5 separate regions of the Mus musculus genome follow, and regions 1, 2, 3 and 5 are each linked to region 4. Evidence: chromatin contacts called from public promoter capture Hi-C data. All regions are on one chromosome and are shown on one strand. The core of a region is the stretch at or near the end of the contact, and the rest is flanking DNA. Distances in the headings are between cores, read along the strand shown.

Region 1 (2,700 bases), core at 118-2,617, 830 kb before region 4:
CATAATTCGGAGTAAATCAAACTGTCTGCAACAACTTGGATGAATCTGTCCAGGTGTTTACCAACAGAAGACACACCCACACCACACGGAAAATGAATATAACGTGGAAACCTGTTGCCGTATTAAATTCAAATGAGGCAAACCCCAAATACTCGTGTGTGCTAGGAATGCACACACGATTGATAACCCTGCCAAAATAAAACCAAAAAAAAAAAAAAAAAGCCTCCTGCAGGAAAGAGGAATGGAGGTGCTTTGGAGGGACCAGCCTTGTTTTCATGTGTGGAGATAACAGGAGTCATTTAGCTAGCTCTCAGTATTTTTTAAACCGAATAAATATGCAGTTTTGTGTATATGGTATAGTGCAGCAATAAAAATTAATGATATAAAAATAATACAATAACTGGAAATGTTTAAAAACTAAGGTAACTCGGTGTTTTTAGCTGCTATCAGATGTAGTGGCCCAGACCTCCAGAGATTGAGACTGGAGGATACCAAGTATGAGATCAACCTGGGCTACACAGTGAAACTATACATATATTATTTGCGTATGTATTTGCAAAGCATAGTATAAGTTAGAGAGATGCAATGTGGAACAAGAGTACACTGAAAAGAAGCCACAGAATAGCCGGGCGTGGTGGCGCACGCCTTTAATCCCAGGAGGCAGAGGCAGGCGGATTTCTGAGTTCAAGGCCAGCCTGGTCTACAATGTGAGTTCCAGGACAGCCAGAGCTATACAGAGAAACCCTGTCTCAAAAAACAAAAACAAAACAAAACGCCACAGAATAGAGATGAACGCAAGCCGACTGATATTTGGTAAGGCAAAAGCAACAAAATTAAGGTCAGCAGTCACATGGAAAGTTGCACTAACAGCCCCGAACCAAGAGTAGCTTCGGAGCTGAAGCATCCAGCACTGCGGAAGGGGCGGGCCTGGCTGTTGTGGCCATGGCCCCACGACCCCCGAACGCGACAGCGCCCAGCGGCTGGAAGTACTAAGGTGTAGGGGCTAACGGCGCCAAAACGGAGCTGCGCGCGGCCGGCGGGAGAAGGGCAAGGTGCGGCGCCGGAGCCGGCGGGAGGCAGGAGCGGTGCTCCGGCCGGAGAGAGGCTGGCCCGCGTCCTCACCTCGTCCACGGTGCGGCGCGGGAGATGCAGCGTCCCGAGCAGTAGCTTGAGCTTCACGGCCGAGGAGAGGCGGTGGAAGCAGAGGCGGATGTTATCGATGACCGCGGCGGTGAGCAGGGACGCGATGCTGGGTGGCGCCCACAGCTCGTCCGTGGCGCCCAGCTTGTTGTGCAGCCACAGGCCGGTGTCACTCTCCCTCATGGAAGCCATCTTGGCGGCGGCAGCGCGCGTCGGCCGGCATCTTACGCGGACGCCTACGTGTCCCCGGCGAGGACCCCCAACATGGCGGCACCCGTTGGCGCGGGGCGGGGTCTCGAGTGCAACTGCAAATGGCCCCGCCTTCTGGAGGCTTCGAGCCGAGGCGCAAGAACAGGGAGTGGGCGGTGAGTCTCCGCGAAAAGAACTCTGGGTTTCCGTAACGCATGATGGCGGCACCTACTAGGGCGCCGGGCAATGCCGTAGCCATTTGAGTCGCATCCGTGTGTCGTCGAGATGTTCCGCTCAGAGTACCGCAGTGAGGCGCAACAGTTTGGTTTCCCGGTGTGCGGCTCATTGGAAGGAGTCCGGAGAGCGCGCTGGGCTCGTTCTCCACAGACAGTCTTGAATGGCCCTTGCCCGTCCTGCATACAGTGCTGCCTCAGGTCCGCATACAGGTCCGTTCCGTGTCGGGGATGTCACTAGGCCATTTCCCATGGTTATGTGGTCGCGATGGCTGTGGTTAATCATCAGGGCAATTGCAAAGTAGTTCAGAGTACGGTCTTTCAAAGGCTGATCCTCCACAGCTGCTGAGAAGCCTAAATTCACCCTGTAGTGTCTCTCTTTATCAGAACTTGACAGTGTAGTTCTGTCCATCCTTCGAACTCACTCTGTAGACCAAGCTGGCCTCAAATTCCGAGATCCACTTACCTCTGCCTCCCAAGTACTGGGATTAAAGCCCTAGGCCACTCACAAGGCAGTGTCAGCAAAAGTGGCAGTAGGGCACGACTCTGGTCACAGATATTTAGGAGATTGAAAAGGATCGGTTGGGCCGAGGAGGTAGAGGCCATCCTGTGCAAAATAGTGAAACGAATCTCTTAAAACACTAAGTATCCTGGGAGTGGTGGTTCATGTCTGTAATTCCTGGAATTTGAGCTCAGATAGGAGGGTTTGAGTCCATTTTGAGCCACAGAATGAAAATATATAACTAAATGTAAATTGTTTTCTCCTAATTGAAATATTTCATGAAGAGGGGAGAGCAGCTCTTAAGACTTAGCATGGTAATTAAATGTACAAGCCTGAGGAAACTTGGAAAGGCATAAGACTCACTAGGCCACTTCCCATGGTTATATTAACAACTATTGACAGAAGAGACTGTGGAATTGCCTGATTCAAGGGACTGGGAGCCTCAGGTATCCAGCATTTGGTGACAGCTGTAGTGGAGTGGTCTTTCCTGACACTTTAAGTTACTCAGACTTGCCTGGTGGTGGTGGCACACACCTTTAATCCCAGCACTTGGGATGAAGAGGTAGGTGGATTTCTGAGTTCGAGGCCAGCCGGGTCTACAGAGTGAATTCCAGGACATCCAGGGCTACACAGAGA
Region 2 (2,700 bases), core at 98-2,597, 980 kb before region 4:
ATGTCACACAAAAGTGAAGAAGAAGGTAAGTACTCAAGAATAAAGAACACTTTGATACAAAGTTGGCCTCAATTTATCCTCTAAGACTAAAAAGTCAGGATGTCCATCCTGTGCCTGTTGGCTCTGGGCACATCATTACAGGGAGAGCAGGGGCTTGCTACCCAGTAATGCTCTATTGTTCCACATCTAACCAGCTGACAGGAGTCTAACCACTGTCAGGGAAGCAGCATTTTTGTTCCAAGGGAACTGGGTTAACTAAAGAAAACATTCTTGTGCCTGGAATAATAACACACACACACAATATCAACTAATTTGAAAGCCATAAACATGCCAGAGAAATAAGAAAAGGCAGAAGTACATTATGGTATCCTGAACAAGTCAACAGGTAGACAGCGCTTATAGCAGAGACAGCTTGAAAAACCACACCAAACCCAGGGACACTCTGCTCTTTCCACGCATCCTAACTGGTTTTGCTGTTTGTTTTTAAGACTGGATCTTGTGCCCTGCCTGGCCTGAAATTTTAAATGGTCTGGAGTTCAGAGATTCACATGCCTCTGTTTCCAGGGTGCTGGGGGTAAAGGTGTGTGCCCCCATGCCTGGCTCCACACCATACCCGACTCTCCAATACTGTTAAGGTGACAAGAACTGTACTTCTACCAAGAAACCATAAGGTCTTGGGTCCCACTCTCACAGGCTGTTTCAACCTTACAAATAGGACACATATAAGTTTCCTTGGAAAGCACGGTCATCAGCCACCCCACCCCAGGGAGTGGCCCACTAAGCTGGCATCAACCACAACCCAATCTCCTTGTCCCAGAGTTCTGGCTTCCAAGCCTGAACTGGCCAAAGGGCAGGACAGGGCTCGATTCATCTTCGAGGGGAGCGGCAGGGAAGCCACGGCCCTAAGGAACTTTCTCAGCGCCTCGGTCGGCAGCAGTGACCTGCGGCGACCTGGGCAACTAAGGTCACAGGAAGCTGTCCAGCACAAGCGGCTCAGAGCGGCCCGGTGCTTGTCATTGCCGCGCTGCCTCGGGGCACGGAAGGGGGCGTCCCGCGCTGGCTCCCGGTCGCCCACAACAGGTCGTTTGCGCAGCACCAGCTTACCCCGCGGGGAGGCGGCCCGAGGTGGCGCGAGGCGGGCAGGCCCCCGGCCCCGGCAGCTCCTGAGCAAGATGGACGCCATGCGCCCGCCGCGGCGGCGTTCTATAGCTGCCTCAGCTTCCTCGGCGGATCTTGGCCGTCCCGGCGCCTGGGCCCAGCCCGCGCGGACGGTTGACGGCAGAGGTTGGCTCCGGCAGCAAGCGCTCAGCTCAAGGACCCGGCATCCGCAGCGGCCATGTCCCGGCACAAACGTCCGTAGGCGCGGGGCGGAACAGGCCTGGCCGGCACGGCTCCCATTGGCCCTGCGGCACCCGCCCTGGCCAGGTGAGGGGCGAGCCCGCCCAACAGACTACAAGGCCCAGCGTGCATCCGGGAGGCTTGCCTCTCCCGACTACAAGTCCCAGCGTGCGCCGAGTCTTGGGTTTTCTTGATGAGCTCAGATCTATCTGGAGTTCCTCTTGCATCTTAGCAGTGCCTAGCTTCTGATTTGGGGCTGCGGGCACAGAGGCGGCAAAAGAACTGGCATCTATTTTCATAACTACTAAGCCCTATATTATACTAGCCCATAGCAGATGGCTCATGGGACTTTAAGGAAGGGTGGTGGGTAGGGAACATAACTCTGCGAGGCTGTTAATTGGTCCCACCTCCTTGCTTCGCGTCAGGACGAGCAACCTTAGTAGTGGGCTGCACTCCTGGCAGGTCCCCTCTATGGTAGCTCACAGCCACCCCTGCCCACTCCAAAATAGACCTGGCAGCATCCTCTTCTTTAAAGGGTGGTGGCTGGAATGGCAGGCTTCAGGATTGTGGAAACCCAGGACTATACACACTCTGGTGCTCCAGAGCAGCCACCCTCTCCACAGATCTGTATCCCGACCCAGGGACACCAGACCGTTCCTGGAGACTTCCCTCACTGCTTTCCACCTCCTGCCTTTGTGGAATGCCTTTTCCGTTCCTTCTACGTTCCTGTGGGAGTGAACTCAGAATAGTAGGTGAAGATCTTCAGTATGAGGTTAATGCATTTTTTTTTTTTCTGATGAACAGGTGCTCAAGTCCTAATTCCAGCTGGCTCCCAGCGAGGACGCTTCACTAGTATCCCAGCACAGCCCATTGGGAAGAAGTAACCTATCTGGTCATTTTCTGAATCAGAACCTAAAAGCTGGGCCAGTGTAGGCCAGAATCCCTATCTCAGGACTCAGGTGGCAGAGAATCTCCTAAGACGTTTGGAACCTCTCTTGTGCACACGGTAATGTACATTGTGGGCATCAGATACAGAATTAAGTCAAGTGTAGGGATTCCCTGAAAGGGCTGATGACCTAAACCAAAGAACTGAAGTTTCTTAGCCAAGCTGAGAAACTTCCACCAATAAGAACACTTGCCTGACCAAAGAGGAGGAGGAGGAGGAAAGCAAAGCCAAGCCAAAGTAGTAATGACAACTGAGGAATACCGAATGGCTGAGAAGCACCTAAAGAAATGTTCAACATCCTTAATCATCAGGGAAATGCAAATCAAAACAACCCTGAGATTCCACCTTACACCAGTCAGAATGGATAAGATCAAAACCTCAGGTGACAGCAGATGCTGGTGAGGGTGTGGAGAAAG
Region 3 (2,700 bases), core at 4-2,503, 590 kb before region 4:
TTCACATTCCCACAAAACCATTTCAAGAATGACTCATCTTCAACATCCTCAAAGAGCCAGTCAAAATCTTCTCCATTAAGAATATCAGCTTTGGGATAACCAATTTTTTTCAATGTTTCCACAAACTCATTTCCACAACTCATGGTTTAACTACTCCTGTTTTTAAATATTTGATATGAATCTATTTTTTTAAACTAAGTTCAAACAGAAAAAAACATATTTACGCTAAGTCCATAGAAGAAGGAAAAAAAATACAATCTATAATGTGTTTTCCTAGTGGGGGAAAGAACACAAGTATTAGACCATGAACAAGGCAAATGAATTTTAAATATACAGATCATTTTATCAGATGACATCAGGAGACTACTTAAGTTAAAAGCAGATGCACGTGCAATATCTGACAAAGACAAAGCAAAACAGAAGCAATCAGGGTGTTGCTTAGGACACTACAACAGTAATGAAGAATCTAATTAATGAAGATATAACAATAAAAAAAAACTGATTTTTTTTCCCAATGATGAAATTACTTAAAATAAATTACATTTTGTAAAATAGCTGTTTCCCCTGTAGTTTCTAGTTAGGAAAAAGAAATATGCCTACCTTTCTAAGGAAGAATCAACTAAATATTTACTTCAATCAGCGTTCCATCAGTCTCAAAGGACTCAATCTATAGATATAACCAGTCTAACGCAGAGAAAACCAGGACAAATTGACAAGTTTCAAAGTACCCATCAATCATCAAGTAAGAAGTTTTATTTCGAATAGAACACAATGAACCACGACTTGAACCAAACTTAGGTCAGTGACAATGGCAGGTCTTAAAATCACGATGTATTTGACACTCTGGTAGCAAACTCTCTGGGTTGGTTTTGGTTTGTTTCTGAGTATCCAGTTATGACACTTAAGAGCTCTAATAAAACACGCCCACAAAAGTACCAAATTGCTGTTTTTAAAAGCTGGGTAACAGATAAGTGTGTATTTCCGGTTTAACGTTTGCCTCGTATGATTGAGGCCTTGGGTTTTATCCGCAGTATCCGAAAAATAAAGCTACCAACCCCAGCCGGATGACCGGCCACGTACCTCCGCCCCCACCTCTGGCACAAAGCCTCAGCCTCCCCGCACACCCCGCGCCTGGGCCCAGCGACCTCTATCGATGCCTCAAGCAGGCTGTAGGAGGGTAGCGGCGGCCCCGCCAACCCCGAACTTACAAGACCCTTACCTCAGGAAAGCCGCAGTCACTGCTCTCTGCCAGCCTCCAACCGCGCGCGCCGCAGTGCCTCACGGGAGTGCCAGGACGCGCACGCGCAGATTACAACATCCGTAAAGTCAGCGCAGGCGGCGAGGTATCCCGGAGAAAGCGAAGGAGGACCCGCAGACCAACCCCCTTCAACGAGCCGGGGTAAAGTGATTGGCTTTCCTGACGGACGCACCGCCCCTTAGCCCCGCCTCTGGCCCGCCGTCCTTCCCGCTAGGCTCAAGAGGATTGGTTTTCTCACTATAGGCTCTGCCCTCGCTCCGCCCCACCCCGCCCCCGCTCGGGAGTTGGAGTCTGGGTCTCTTCCGGCTGCTTTGTTGCCTTGGCCATTTGGCCCTCTAGTTCAGTTAGGCCTCCTGTCCTAAGAATGGCTTGCGGTCTGTGACACCACTAGGGGACCGGAAGTTTGAGGCCGAACAGACCCCTTCTTCCCCCAACAGCTCTTACCACCACCACTGGTAGGGTGATCCAGCGTTGGTGCTAATAACAAGCAGCTGGGACCCTATCAGGTCTCTTGCAGGGTAGGATTGTTGGCTATAGAATCTTTTACAATGGTTATTTAACAAAAATCACTTAACTCCCAAGGCCTCGATGACTTCCAAGCAAAAGCTGACTCCCTCCAAGATCCCATCTTCAAAATGTCAAGGTGTAAAATACATCAGTTTTAGAATGCATTTAACTCAGAAGTACAGACATTCTGAGGATGCCCGCCGTCATTCAATGAAAGACAGAATGCTGAACTCAGATGCAAGCCTAGTTAATGTCCTATGGTCCCAGAAAACTGATCTTTGGAGTTACAGTTGGCATTGGTAACAACTTGTCTGTATGGGTCATAATCTGTTCATTTTTTTCTATCAGACAGCATTTGCAACTTAACCACTCTCTTGTAAGATGATATATAAATTCACAAGATCTGGGCTTTGATCATTAAAAAAATAGTATTCCCCTCTTCTAATCATAAATAGGGTGATGTATCAGACAAGGGTCTAGTCTAGTTGCTACTAGGTAGAATTCTTTCTGGATCTTTTTCCCTGGGCTTATTTGTTTTGTGAGACAAGGATTTGCTTCTCTACCCAGGCTGGGCTTCAACTCAAGATCCTACTTTAGCATCTCCAAGTGCTGGGGCCACAGGTATGAATCACCATGCCCAGATATTCATGTTTTCAAAGAGAGAAAAACTAATGTTCTAAGCAGATCATTTAAATTTGAGTTGAAGACATTTCCTATTAATTCTTATTTAACTTTTATCCTCCTTTTGAAGGTCAATAAAACCGGAAAGTAAATAAAAACAAACAGTACAGGGGAAAAGTTCTTAGAATGGTGCCTAATGTGGTTAGGACATCAGGGGACTGGCCCAAGAGGACCCCAGATGCCAAACTGGAGGTAGGGGCTCAGCAGGGAGCTGGCGTTGAGTGGGTTTTGGCCAGAGGAAGTGCAGGCAGTAC
Region 4 (2,700 bases), core at 182-2,681:
TGGCCATTTCGAGAAAATGGAGTGCCTTATGGCCATGGAATAGGGCATTTGATTCTTACAGGTAGCCTGAAGCTTCATTGGGTTTCTCACTGCATGGATCACCTCCAGACAGCTTTTTCTGAAGCCGGAACGGTTTTGTTTGTTTGTTTGAGACAGGGTTTCTATGTAGCTCTGGCTGTCCTGGAACTCACTTTGTAGAACAGGCTGACCTATAACTCAGAGATCTGCCTGCCTCTGCCTCCAGACTGCTGAGATTAAAGGTGTGTTCTATCACTGCTTGGCTTTTTCCTTTTCCTTTTTCTTTTGAGACAAGTTCTGATACAGCCCATGCTGACTTGAATTCACTATGAAGCCAAGGAAAACCTGGAACTCCTGATCCTCGTTCTACCTGCAGAGTACATGATTACCACCCCTGGTTTATAAAATGCAGGGATTGAACTCAGAGCTTCGTGCATGCTACTCAAAAAGCATTCTACAAGTGCTGTGATTAAAGGCATGCACCACCATGCCCGGTTGAAGCCAACACTTTTTGCTGGGCAGACTGCAGGGGCAGCTTGGGTGTATCCACACCATTTTCAGCTTCCTGCTTTAATTGCTCACCTTTGGGAGATGGAGGCTCTAGAGACAAGGACTTCAGCGCTGGTGGCAATGAGACCCCTTGTAGGTCCTGGCTGGTTGCCACAGCACTTTCCAGGGTCCGTGTCTCAATGTAGAGTGTGTGACCAAAGTTGCATGAAACACAGCCTTTCTTTGGACAGTAACTACTGCTGCCTGCCTGAAACCCTTTCTCAGCCTTCGCTGCCTGCTTGAAACCCTTTCTCAGCCTTCTCTACTGCAGACACTTCTGGGGCTTCGGGGTCCACGGATCATAAAGGGTTCTTTGGTCCTGAATACAGGTCACTCTGGTTCCCTTCTCATTGCAGGGAGCTCCCAGCACGCTGCGTTCGGGAAGCTCAGGCCACCACCTGGCTTGTGGAAGAGAGAGCTGCTTTGGGTTTCGGGTTCCGAGCTCCACAATCGCTTTCCCGGTGACTCCAGGTGTAGGGTGGCTTTACGCAGGAAAATTTCTTCGCTGTCATTCCCCTTTCCAACCTTTTCTTCCTTCCGGGTCTCCCCAACTCCTCTGCCCACCTCCTCACTTCTTTTCTATCGCTGGTGCCAGGGAGCCGCCCTAAAGCCCACTCTCCGCTCAGCTCCGTCCCTCATCTAGCAGCCCGCCCCGCCCACCTCATCCTCTTGCTTGGCCCTCTTCACTAAGGGGGGCTGGCTTTTGCGGGAAGGGGCGGGGCCACATCGGCGGGGCGGAGAGTCTTAAACTAGCAGAGGCCCCGCAGGCCTGCGTCCTGACTTCGGGAAAGAGGACGACGCATCCGCCTGTCAATTCTGCGGGTCTGGCGTGGCCTCGTCTCCGCCGGCATGACGTCACGGGACGCACTCGCCGCGAGGGTTGCCGGGACGGGCCCAAGATGGCTGAGCGCCTTGGTTCCGCTTCTGCCTGCCGCGCAGAGCCCCATTCATTGCCTTGCTGCTAAGTGGCGCCGCGTAGTGCCAGTAGGCTCCAAGTCTTCAGGGTCTGTCCCATCGGGCAGGAAGCCGTCATGGCAACCCTGGAAAAGCTGATGAAGGCTTTCGAGTCGCTCAAGTCGTTTCAGCAGCAACAGCAGCAGCAGCCACCGCCGCAGGCGCCGCCGCCACCGCCGCCGCCGCCTCCGCCTCAACCCCCTCAGCCGCCGCCTCAGGGGCAGCCGCCGCCGCCACCACCGCCGCTGCCAGGTCCGGCAGAGGAACCGCTGCACCGACCGTGAGTCCGGGCGCCGCAGCTCCCGCCCGGGCCCCGCGCCCCTGGCCTGCGTGCTGGGCATGGCCAACACTGTTCCCTGTCCAGAGGGTCGCGGTACCTCCCTGAGGCCAGGCTTTCCCGGCCCGGGCCCTCGTCTTGCGGGGTCTCTGGCCTCCCTCAGAGGAGACAGAGCCGGGTCAGGCCAGCCAGGGACTCGCTGAGGGGCGTCACGACTCCAGTGCCTTCGCCGTTCCCAGTTTGCGAAGTTAGGGAACGAACTTGTTTCTCTCTTCTGGAGAAACTGGGGCGGTGGCGCACATGACTGTTGTGAAGAGAACTTGGAGAGGCAGAGATCTCTAGGGTTACCTCCTCATCAGGCCTAAGAGCTGGGAGTGCAGGACAGCGTGAGAGATGTGCGGGTAGTGGATGACATAATGCTTTTAGGAGGTCTCGGCGGGAGTGCTGAGGGCGGGGGAGTGTGAACGCATCCAATGGGATATTCTTTTTCCAAGTGACACTTGAAGCAGCCTGTGACTCGAGGCACTTCGTACTCTCCTGGCGTTTCATTTAGTTTGTGGTGTAGTGTAGTTAAACCAGGTTTTAAGCATAGCCAGAGAGGTGTGCTTCTGTGTGTCTGCAGGCAGTTGGATGAGTTGTATTTGTCAAGTACATGGTGAGTTACTTAGGTGTGATTATTAATAAAAAACTATATGTGTGCATATATATGAAAGAGTCGACTTATACTTAACTGCCTATCGATTTTTTGTTCTATATAAAACGGATACATTGGTGGTGCTCAGTTTTCACCGGGGAATGAATTTTACTAGTGTTGCAGACAGGCTTGTTTTAGAACATAGGCCACTCTGACTCTGACTTTGTGCCAGTAAAAGTTCCTGTTTAGTTCTTTGCTGACATCTTAT
Region 5 (2,700 bases), core at 100-2,599, 640 kb before region 4:
CTATTCATAATTGCCAGAAATTGGAAACAGCCAAGATGTCCATCTACTGATAAATGGAAAATGAAACTATGGCACATTTACACAATGGAATATCATTCAGTTGTTTAAAAACCAGTGAAAATTTGAAATCTGAAGGTTAAAAGGATAGAGATAGAGAAAAAAATTCCCAAGTGAATAAGCCAGACCCAAAATAGACAAATACTACATGTTTCCTCTTATATGTGGATGTTAAGTTTTTAAGCTTTTGATATGTGTACTAAAATTCAAATAACTACAGACATTAGGTAAGGTCAGTGGGATAGAGAGGATCTTCCAAGAAAGGGGAAATACAATATAGTGCTGTGGGGAGAAGGGGAACTAAACCAGAAGGATTCGATGGGACAGAGGATGGAAGATCCAAGTTAAGTAGGGACTATGAGAGGTACACCTAACACTAAAGGCATTTGAAAAGTCATATGGAAACCCACTATTGTAGAAGCTTCCTAATATAGGCATATATGGAATGAATCTAAATGGAATCACCATATAATGCCACCAAGTAAAATTTCCAGTGCCAGGAAAAAGCTATATATTTTTGAGTTGTTGGCCAAAGGGGTCCCATGGAATCCCTCCAAACATCAGAGACTATTACCAAGGCCATGACTGTTTTCCACCGTAAGGTGGTAAAGCCCTACTGTTGCAAACAACATATATTTATGTTACTGAATGTGAAGAAGTCCAGCTGGTGCCAAACCAGAAGCTTAACCCCTACGTGTTCATAATTACTCTGCCCCCTGACAAGGGTTAAAGACAATTGCTAATATCACCCAGCTATAAACCCTGTTACCTACAATAGCGGCATGACTACAAGATATTCTGATACAATAGTGGCAAAAAGGTTCTGAAAGTACTTTTATATTGGATTTAAGTCCCATTCCATGAAATGGAACCCATACCTGACAATGCTCGCTCGCTCTCTCTGTCGCTCTGTCTTTGTCTCTCTGTCTCTGTCTCTCTGTCTCTCTCTGTCTCTGTCTCTCTGTCTTTCTCTCTCTCTCTATCTCTCTCTCTCTCTCTACCTCTCTCTCTCTCTCATTTTTCAAGATGGGGTTTCTTGGTGAAGTCCTGGCTATTTTAGAACTCTCTCTGTAGACCAAGCTGGCCTCAAACTTAGAGACCCTCTAGCCTCTGCTTTCTGAGTACTGAGATTAAAGGCATATAGCAGCTATTCCCTACCCTTTATACTGTCTTGTTTGGTACTCTCTGGGTTGTAGATCTTAGTATCTGTATCCATTGATGATAACAACAAAGCCCATTGTGACTGTGTTTCAGCGGTCATTCTTTACACTAAAGGAGTATAAACTGGTACAAATATAAGAAGAGTCCAGACATAGGAGGGGAAGTGTCCATGGCAGGTGAAGAAGCAGTGTCTGTGTGGCCAAGAGCCCTTGGAGCAGGTGACATGGTGGCCTGACCACTTTTCTAAGTCTTAGAGACAATGAGAATGGTGACTTACCATGCTTCCAACTGCCATCTTCACCATAGAGCTGCAGCACTGTTCTCACAAAGTCCTTGGCATTAAAACAAACAACGGGACATTTACACCTCAGTGTCCAAAACAGTATGTTCCTAAACAAAAGAAAATTCACCATTTAGATAGTAATTTGGGTCTTGGAAAAATATTGTAATATCAAATTCTATCTATCCTTATGTAGTATATACACACCTCGATTAACTAGTGAATCCTATGAGGTGGGCATTACTTCTTATGTGTATTTCATACACTGTGAAGCTTTGACTCAGGGCTCATCTCTGAGAAAAGCTTCTACTCCTGAAGCTCCTGTGCAGAATACACACACTGGACCTGGTCCAAGCCTCCAAGTGTTCCACCTCTCGGCATGCCAGGTCTTTCCTTCTGCCATTGCACGGTGCCACTCCTACCCACACTGCTGAGGATGGCATATGCTCTTGCATGTCTACTCTTCTCCACCCACAACTTGTGCAACCTGCTCAAGAGATGTTCTGGGCAAGCAGCCTACCCACACACCTTTCACAGAAGGACCCACACGTGCTAAACTGCAGCTTCTTCCATCACCTTATGAACTTCTGAATCTGGGATAACAGTTAACATTTATCATAGCAGATACCAGGCTACCATTTCACAAGGTTGCCACACTGAAACTTAGTCACACTACTACAAGGCAGGCACTCCATCCAGTATGAAGATGAAGAGACTTGGATTCAGATATGTCACACCAAATAGATGGTAAGGTTGGGTTCTGATACTGTATCTTGCTACTGCCAGAAGCCCTAAACCACTAAGCCCAAGTTCCTCTTTATGGAAAAAGTACAATACATTAAAAAGAGCTCTTTGATGGGGTAAGAAAGGAAGAAACCAGGAGTCCAGTAGACATGCACACTGAGTGATGGTGTATAGGTGGATTTTGCTTGCCTGGCTCCATTGATAGACACTGTATAGTGCTTTGAAAGTTATGTGGCTTGGCCTTGATTTGTTAGAACAGGAGACCAAAATGGTAGGGAGGTCAAAGTGCCAACAGCACTGGGTCTTGGCTTAGGTAAAACTGATAAGGGACACAAGAATGAGAATGAAGAAGTTAAGAATGGTAGAAAATGGAATATGGGGACCTCCCTGGCACATGCTGAAGGATACATCTAGGATGAAGTGATCTAATGGCTACCCTGCCTTCTCATGGGGAGAAA

The links. Promoter capture Hi-C pulls out the DNA fragments that hold promoters and counts their contacts. Capture Hi-C pulls out chosen DNA fragments and counts their contacts.
Region 1: a promoter capture Hi-C map of hippocampal neurons shows a contact between it and region 4, with 3 times the contacts expected there. The contact joins the promoter of Nelfa here to the promoter of Htt in region 4. A contact is called at or near these places in 2 of 39 promoter capture datasets (hippocampal neurons and liver), 1 of 484 Hi-C or Micro-C datasets (neutrophils) and 2 of 115 datasets of contacts at active chromatin or transcription factors (astrocytes and memory CD8 T cells).
Region 2: a contact with region 4 is called in a promoter capture Hi-C map of liver, with 2.6 times the contacts expected there. The contact joins the promoter of Letm1 here to the promoter of Htt in region 4. A contact is called at or near these places in 1 of 39 promoter capture datasets (liver), 1 of 115 datasets of contacts at active chromatin or transcription factors (astrocytes) and 2 of 9 other capture datasets (adipose tissue and liver).
Region 3: a promoter capture Hi-C map of adipose tissue shows a contact between it and region 4, with 5 times the contacts expected there. The contact joins the promoter of Haus3 here to the promoter of Htt in region 4. A contact is called at or near these places in 7 of 39 promoter capture datasets (the HPC-7 cell line, cranial neural crest, hippocampal neurons and 3 more), 3 of 115 datasets of contacts at active chromatin or transcription factors (cardiomyocytes, memory CD8 T cells and microglia) and 3 of 9 other capture datasets (adipose tissue, liver and macrophages).
Region 5: a contact with region 4 is called in a promoter capture Hi-C map of hippocampal neurons, with 3 times the contacts expected there. The contact joins the promoter of 4930557J02Rik here to the promoter of Htt in region 4. A contact is called at or near these places in 8 of 39 promoter capture datasets (the 3T3-L1 cell line, embryonic stem cells, frontonasal cranial neural crest and 5 more) and 1 of 9 other capture datasets (embryonic stem cells).

Annotation. Positions count from the first base shown.
Region 1 is chr5:33,934,904-33,937,603 of GRCm38.p6, forward strand. Nelfa (negative elongation factor complex member A, Whsc2) reads right to left here and starts at 1,368. Exons shown (of 11, transcript NM_011914.3): 1 at 1,123-1,368. The coding sequence starts at 1,332.
Region 2 is chr5:33,781,370-33,784,069 of GRCm38.p6, forward strand. Letm1 (leucine zipper-EF-hand containing transmembrane protein 1) reads right to left here and starts at 1,348. Exons shown (of 14, transcript NM_019694.2): 1 at 1,105-1,348. The coding sequence starts at 1,183.
Region 3 is chr5:34,168,171-34,170,870 of GRCm38.p6, forward strand. It overlaps Haus3 (HAUS augmin-like complex, subunit 3), which reads right to left and starts at 1,254. Exons shown (of 5, transcript NM_146159.1): 1 at 1,220-1,254; 2 at 1-273. The coding sequence starts at 143. It overlaps Poln (DNA polymerase N), which reads right to left and starts at 1,356. Exons shown (of 25, transcript NM_181857.4): 1 at 1,220-1,356.
Region 4 is chr5:34,760,309-34,763,008 of GRCm38.p6, forward strand. Htt (huntingtin) reads left to right here and starts at 1,432. Exons shown (of 67, transcript NM_010414.3): 1 at 1,432-1,801. The coding sequence starts at 1,599.
Region 5 is chr5:34,117,391-34,120,090 of GRCm38.p6, forward strand. 4930557J02Rik (RIKEN cDNA 4930557J02 gene) reads left to right here and starts at 1,350. Exons shown (of 4, transcript NR_040703.1): 1 at 1,350-1,731; 2 at 1,817-2,245. It overlaps Poln (DNA polymerase N), which reads right to left. Exons shown (of 25, transcript NM_181857.4): 6 at 1,496-1,608.